Regions from separate parts of the Mus musculus genome. Here region 1 is linked to region 2. Evidence: chromatin contacts called from public ChIA-PET data. All regions are on one chromosome and are shown on one strand. Each heading gives the region's core, a stretch centred on a gene start, on an enhancer-like site or on the middle of the called end of the contact. The rest is flanking DNA. Distances are from core to core; before and after follow the strand shown. Region 1 overlaps Wdr19 (WD repeat domain 19). Region 2 overlaps Tbc1d1 (TBC1 domain family, member 1).

Region 1 (3,290 bases), core at 622-3,121, 920 kb after region 2:
ATTTGCATAGACACTAAGGGCTTTCGTGGGAGTAGAATCTCTTGTCTGTTCAGTCCCATGGCACATAAGATTAGCATAACTAATTTTTTATTTATCTGTTTTGAGAAGTCCACATGTCAGCAAAAATTGCCTTTTTTTTTTTCTTCAGGAAAACATACTAAGAAAATCACATGTGGATGTTGGAATTCAGAGAATCTCCTTGCTTTGGGAGGTGAAGATAAAATGATTACAGTTAGTAACCAGGAAGGCGACACAATAAGACAGGTAACACGCCACCATCTCTCTATGTGAGATGTTCATTTTTCCTTGTGGTAAACAGTTTTATGTCAGATTAATGTATAAAAGTTTATTTAAGTCACTGTGGAATATGCTTATAATTCCATATTTTTAAAGATGCTGATTTATTTTACTTTTGGTGTATGAGTGTTTGCCTGCAGTTATGTGTGTATACCGTGTGCATGCTTGGTGACCACTGAAGTCAGAAGAGGGTGTCGTCAGGTTTCCTGGAATTGGAGTTACAGATGTTTACTAGCCATCTGTGGGCACTGGGAACTGACCCTGGGTCCTCTGCAAGAGCAACAAGTGCTTCTAACTACTACGCCAGCTCTCCAGCCCCCAGTTTTATGTTTTAAGGATCAGAAACCTTTGTCTGTTCCCATGCATCCATACACACACACAGCACCCAGATACAAGTGGGCACACAAACTTTCACACTTGCATACGCACACACACACTCACACACACACACACACACACAAATCCTTTTTTACTAGGATTTTTTTCTTTAAGATTAATAAGTTAGCTATTAAAGGAAATATATTTTCCCCTTTGATATCAAATGGATTATCAGCTCTGTGGTTTCAGACAGTATGTTTGTGAAGTTTTATGCATGCATGCTGATAAAATGGTAAGAACTAGAGAACTGTGGACTCCAAATCAGGCTTCCTGAGTCTAAAGCTTTAATGGATATACCTTTAATGGATATGTTAAATAGTTTCCAAAGGAATCCTGACTAAATCTCAATTAAGATGAATTCCTTCTTCTGTTGAAATTTCCCAAACTTGATTTGATCCTAAGAGGATCTCTTCTTCAGAGAATCTGCATTGTCAATGGCTACCTAGCATCACCACTGGGAAAATTATTCCATGAACCACTATCTATTCCTCAGTACCCTGGTGTACTGTCTTTACAGTCCATACCTCAGTGCCCTACTGTACTGTCTGAACTAGGCTGCACTGACTGAAATACTCTTGGAATATCTGCTTAGGCACAGCACACAGATAAACCTTCCTTGGTCTGTACTGTACAGACAGTTGGAAATGTGATGTATTTGTCAGCTGTTGTTGTATAACAAAATATCTCAAAATGTAGGAGCTTGAAACATCAGTGTTTCATTGTTGTTGACAAGGAATCCAGATGCAGCTTCTTGGAGTGCCTCTGCCTCAGAATCTCCCACAAGGCCGTTTCTAAGCTCACTCACGTAGTGGTTGGTAGAGTTCAGCTCCTTGCAGATTTCTGTTCCTATACAGACTCACTCTATCCACTGTAAGTCCTGATTCCCTACCATGTGGATCTCTCCCATGGAGTGTGCTGGAGTTGAATGTGGTTTATCACCCAAGGTTTCGTTGTCTGAAGTTTGGTCTCTCGTCTACATACTGTGGGGACGTAGGGGAACCTTGGAGGAGTTGGAGCCTAGTAGGAGGTGATGGAGTGTGGACAGGAAGGAATTCATGTAGCTCTCTTGGGACTCTTATTTACAATTAAGCAAAGGTTGTTATGAAAGGTTCTTCACCTTCACGGGACTTTCCTATTCACACACACTCCTGCCGTGATACTAGGTAGTCTTCTAAAAGACACATGGCCTTTCATGATGAGTTACCAAATTTTGTGGTCCAGCTTTTATGCTTTATAGCTTTGGGAGGTGGTAACAACCAGTACACTTTAGACTGTGAATCTTTAAAAGACAGAAGACAACCTGAATAAGGCAGAGTGTGGGCAAATGTTATCACAGAGGTTGGGAGTGTGGCTCAGTTCACGAGGCTCTGTGCTCAGTCCTTAGGACCAGTAAATAAGTAAGTAAATAGTAACAGAATTATAAGTTTCGAATTATAGGGACTGTAAGAACATGACAGTTGTCGTGTTGTGGTTTCCTGTCTTTCTCATGTAGCAGTAAGGAAGTGGGTGGGTTACCCAGAATGCCATCTCCCTTCCATCTTAGCTTCTGGCCTTTTCCAGGACGCATCCTTACCTGCCAGCTGAAAGCTCCTGCCTCAGGGTTCTGTCTGCATTTCAGCCCCGGGAAAGGGAGAGAGGGAGGCAAAACATTAGAAATTAGTGGAGAAGCTGAGCCAAAAGCAGCCTTGTTGGTTTCCTTTCCTGTCATAGCCCAGCCATATGGTCACACCCACACGTGTGCTTGTGCACGCGTGCACATATGGTGGACATGAGTACACATGTGTGCTACAGCATGTGAATGGAGATCAGAGAACAATTTTGTGGGGTCAGTTCTCTCCTTCTGCCTTTATATGGAATCTGGGACTTAAGCTCAGGTCATTGGGTACATATGCTAAACACTTTTTGTCCACCCAGCCAAGTCACTGCCTCAAACTAGTATACTTTCTAAGATTCTTCTGGCCTTCTCAACGCTGTTTGCTCCGACATGAGCTCTAGTCACCTTGCAGTTTTGATCATTCTATTCTGCTGCCCTTTAGAAACAGAACATTAGATGCACTGTTTACTGCTGCCCCGCCCCCAATTCAGGTGCCCACACTGGACATCCCTGGTGTGTTCTTGCAGTTTTTGGTCCCCTGAGTCATGAATGACCTTGGGATACTTTTTTCTACAGAGCATCACAGGAGATCATTACGTCTTGCCAGTATTTGCATACAAGATAACTGTTTGCACTTTCTAACCTTAAGAAGTCTCCTTCTCAAAGTAGGCATACCACAGAAAGTGTCACTTGTAGGCAAAGCATACCGCGCACGTCTTGTCTCTTTTGCTGTGTGTCTGCTGTGGTTCAGAAAGTCATCCCTCTGTCATTTCTGTTCGCCCTGCTCAGCATCTATCTTGCTTCTGGAGGCTAGAGACTGTTCCGGTGGCTCTGTCTTGTCTTGGTTGTGCAGCTTTAGGGGTTGAACCTAGAGCTGTGTGCTGTGCCAGCGCCCTAACCCTGAGCTGCACCCCAGGCCATTATCCTTTGCATTTGAGACAAGGCCTCCCTTTGTAGCTCAGGCTGCCCTGGAACTCATTACAGAACCCAGGCTGGTTTTAAACACATGGCCATCCCTCTG
Region 2 (3,113 bases), core at 583-3,082:
CTGCCACTCAGAACTACTGATGGAAGCTGCAGAGCCCAAGTGTGTGTGTTCTCTGTTCGCTGATATGGTCATCTATAGGCAGAGTCAAGATTGCCCATACTTCTCCCCCAAAATAGCATTGCTGAAAGTGTGTGATAGATATCAAGTGTACCACTTTCAAGGAATCCTAAAAGCAGGTGAGGATGTTGAAAGTCATCTATTCAACTTCCTTATAGATGAAGAAGCTGAGGCTTGTGAGAACAGGACCTGTTGGTCACCAGGCCTTTTGGTGGTAGATTCTTCTCTCCAATTCTTGCCTCTTTTTGTGGCAGAGTGTCACCAAGCAGGTTGTCTTCCCTGAGCCTCTTCCTGTCTCACTCATTTCCAGTTCAATGACAGGAAGTTGTTCTCAGCTTCTTAGCCATCTCCTGTGCTGTGTAGCTGTGCCTAAGGGCACTCAGGAAACAATGGAGGACTATAAGCCCATCTTCCTCAGTGGCTATTGAATTCTAAGATCAGCAGGTGACTCCAGCCAGCTCACTGTGGGTACAGCTCAGTGTGGGTACTGGGGACCAAAACTGTGTCCTCTGCAAGAACAGTACATGCTCTTAGCACCAAGCCATTTCTACAGACACTGATGGTAAGCAAGGTGGAAAGATTCTTTTTGTACTTGATTAAATCTTGTCATCAATACCCTAAGGCTATAGATTGTAAAAAGTTCTTCTTGATAGCCTGGAATTTTTTTTTCATGTTTAAACAAAACAAGAAAATTCTTATAGTGCCTCACTTTATATATGAGAAGACCGAGACCCATAGCCCCAGTGCTCACAGCAGTCTTCATTTGTCCTTTAATAGCTCCAGTGCTCACAGCAGTCTTCATTTGTCCTTTACTTAGAAGAGTCTGGGATCAGTGTTCTTTGGGGACCATTTACAGAGTAGCCTGTCAGATGCTTGGAGATGGGCTAGCATGGTCTAGCATGGGCTAGCGGGGCTGCCCTGCTTGTCTCCTCTCAGCTCCGTGCCTGGTCCCTATCTCAGCTCCTTGTTGTGTCAGATGTGTTATGGTCACTGTGGAGCTGTGAGGGGGCAGCATTGCACAGCTCCTCAGAGCTCAGGCCTCCCACACAAGGCAGAAGTGGGAGTCTTCAGAAAAGAACGGGGAACTTTCCACACACATCCACACGGAGATGCTGAGCTCTGGACTGCTGTGATGTCAAAGTGATGGGACCTTTGGGAGGCCGCGGGCTTACAGAAGTCTTCCTCATGCCGGGCCTCTTCCTCTCATGCCCTCCTCCCCTTCCCAGCTGTGGTGCTCCAGAGGGGAATCTGTAGGCTCTTTCCACTGCCCCGTTCCAGCCTGCAAGCCTTTGTTTTCAAAGCAAAGCAAAACTCTAGGCCTGGTGTGAGAGGGCACTCCCATAGTCTCTGGAGGCTGAGGCAGGAGGAGCAGAGAGTTCAAGGGCAGATTGTACCACATTGCAAGACTTGTTTAAAAGGAAAAAAACTAAAAAGTAAGATTCCATGCTGGTTACTAAGACCCGCTGTGATAATAATTTGCTTCTGGCCATTTGAGAGAAAGTGGGTGACCTTGGAGGTACTTGGGTGACCTTGGAGGTACTTGTGTGACCTTGGAGGTACTTGGGTGACCTTGGAGGTACTTGGTGACCTTGGAGGTACTTGCGTGACCTTGGAGGTACTCGCAGATCAGAGTAGTGCCCTGGCATTGGTTTGTGTGTAAAACACACACTTACACCTCGAAGCGGCTGAGATGCTCAGCTTTGGTTGTGAGTTTCCTCTTGTAAAAGTGAAACCCTTAAAGCCATTAGCACCCTCCCCTGTCCCCAGCCCACACTAACCTTTGTTCTACTTTCTATTTCTATGAATGTGGCTACTTTACATGGTTCCTGTGAAAGGCAGCCTTTGTCTTCTTGTTTCAAGTTTATTTAAGTAGTTTCCTCTTGCTAGCTCATAGCAGGTTTTCCCTTTCAAGGTCAAATTATACCTGCAGTGTTTTGTGTGCCACGTGTGGTTTTGCTTACTTATATTGACTGGCCTTTTTTAGTACCCATTTCTTAGCAGTTGTGACTAACTGTGAACCTTGGTGCAAATGCCAGAAGTGAGGCGCCTGACCAAATGACCCTTGTATTTTTAATGTGCCACACTCTTTTCACAGCATTGGTGCTTTCCCGGTGCCCTAGGGTTCCACACACACACACACACACACACACACACACACACACATCTTCTCTTGCTATTTTCTGGTTAATTTGCTAGTGGTCAGTCTAGTGAGGTGATTACCCCATTGTGGCTCCTCTGTGACCTGTGTGGCTAACACTGGTTTTGCGATGTCCTCCATAGATATGCAGGTATAGCATAGAGTAATGACAGCGTCTACCTGATAGGAGGGATGTGGACCAGTCAGTGGAAGCTGTAATCACATAGGATGCAGACAGCCTCTTCTCTTTGGGGATTTAGAAAACAAAAGTAGGCACCTCCCCTACAAATGGCAGCCACATTGTTCAGCTTTGTTTTCTGACACAAACTCTTGCAGTGTAGGCCAGACCAGCCTTGACCTCAGAAGTCCTCCTGAGTGCTTGGATTATAGGCTTTACTGCCACACCTATGTTCAGCTCACACTTAACATCACAGAGGCTGTCATTTTTGCAGAAGAGTCATATTGTCAAAAAGACATCTTCTGGTCCCTTAGACTATGTGTGGCCATTTGCTTGGTTGCCTCAGTCTGCCAGCTGCCTCAACAGTTGCGGATACCTAAGGACGATGCTGTCTCTTAAGCTGATATGTCCAGGATGTTTGCCTGGTCAGGAAAGCCTTAGTGCTGTGTTTTCCATGGAGAGAGGCCACAATTTCACATTTAACAAGCTGAACATTATAGGAGTCGGGCAAGGACTGGGTCCACTAGTTTAAACTTCTGTTTCATAGCATCCCTCTATGCTTAAACTTCCTCATCCCCTCTTCCGAGCAAGCACAAAAGTGTTTCCCAACTCACAGGCTTCCTTTCATGGATTCCAGCCTTAGATCACACCCAGATAAGCATTGTGTAATAGGTGGGCGGGACTAGAATTTCAGCGACATATACCCACAAGGCAGGTGGGCGGGGGAGGAGGGCAGCAGAG

The links. ChIA-PET counts read pairs in DNA pulled down with a chosen protein or histone mark.
Region 1: a contact with region 2 is called in an RNA polymerase II ChIA-PET map of memory CD8 T cells, with 10 read pairs. The contact joins two enhancer-like sites. A contact is called at or near these places in 6 of 39 promoter capture datasets (embryonic stem cells, hippocampal neurons, liver and 2 more), 2 of 115 datasets of contacts at active chromatin or transcription factors (fibro-adipogenic progenitors and memory CD8 T cells) and 1 of 9 other capture datasets (embryonic stem cells).

Annotation. Positions count from the first base shown.
Region 1 is chr5:65,215,655-65,218,944 of GRCm38.p6, forward strand. It overlaps Wdr19 (WD repeat domain 19), which reads left to right. Exons shown (of 37, transcript NM_153391.2): 6 at 149-264. Among named protein-coding and RNA genes, the nearest start is that of Wdr19, 18 kb to the left of the region's middle. Within about 2 kb of position 1,872, at least 32 of the 459 cell types and tissues checked have an H3K27ac peak or open chromatin away from gene starts, as enhancers often do. A contact at or near this core is called in memory CD8 T cells, where this site is marked.
Region 2 is chr5:64,295,434-64,298,546 of GRCm38.p6, forward strand. The region is part of intron 14 of Tbc1d1 (TBC1 domain family, member 1); the gene reads left to right. Among named protein-coding and RNA genes, the nearest start is that of Gm38634, 40 kb to the left of the region's middle. Within about 2 kb of position 1,833, at least 169 of the 459 cell types and tissues checked have an H3K27ac peak or open chromatin away from gene starts, as enhancers often do. A contact at or near this core is called in memory CD8 T cells, where this site is marked.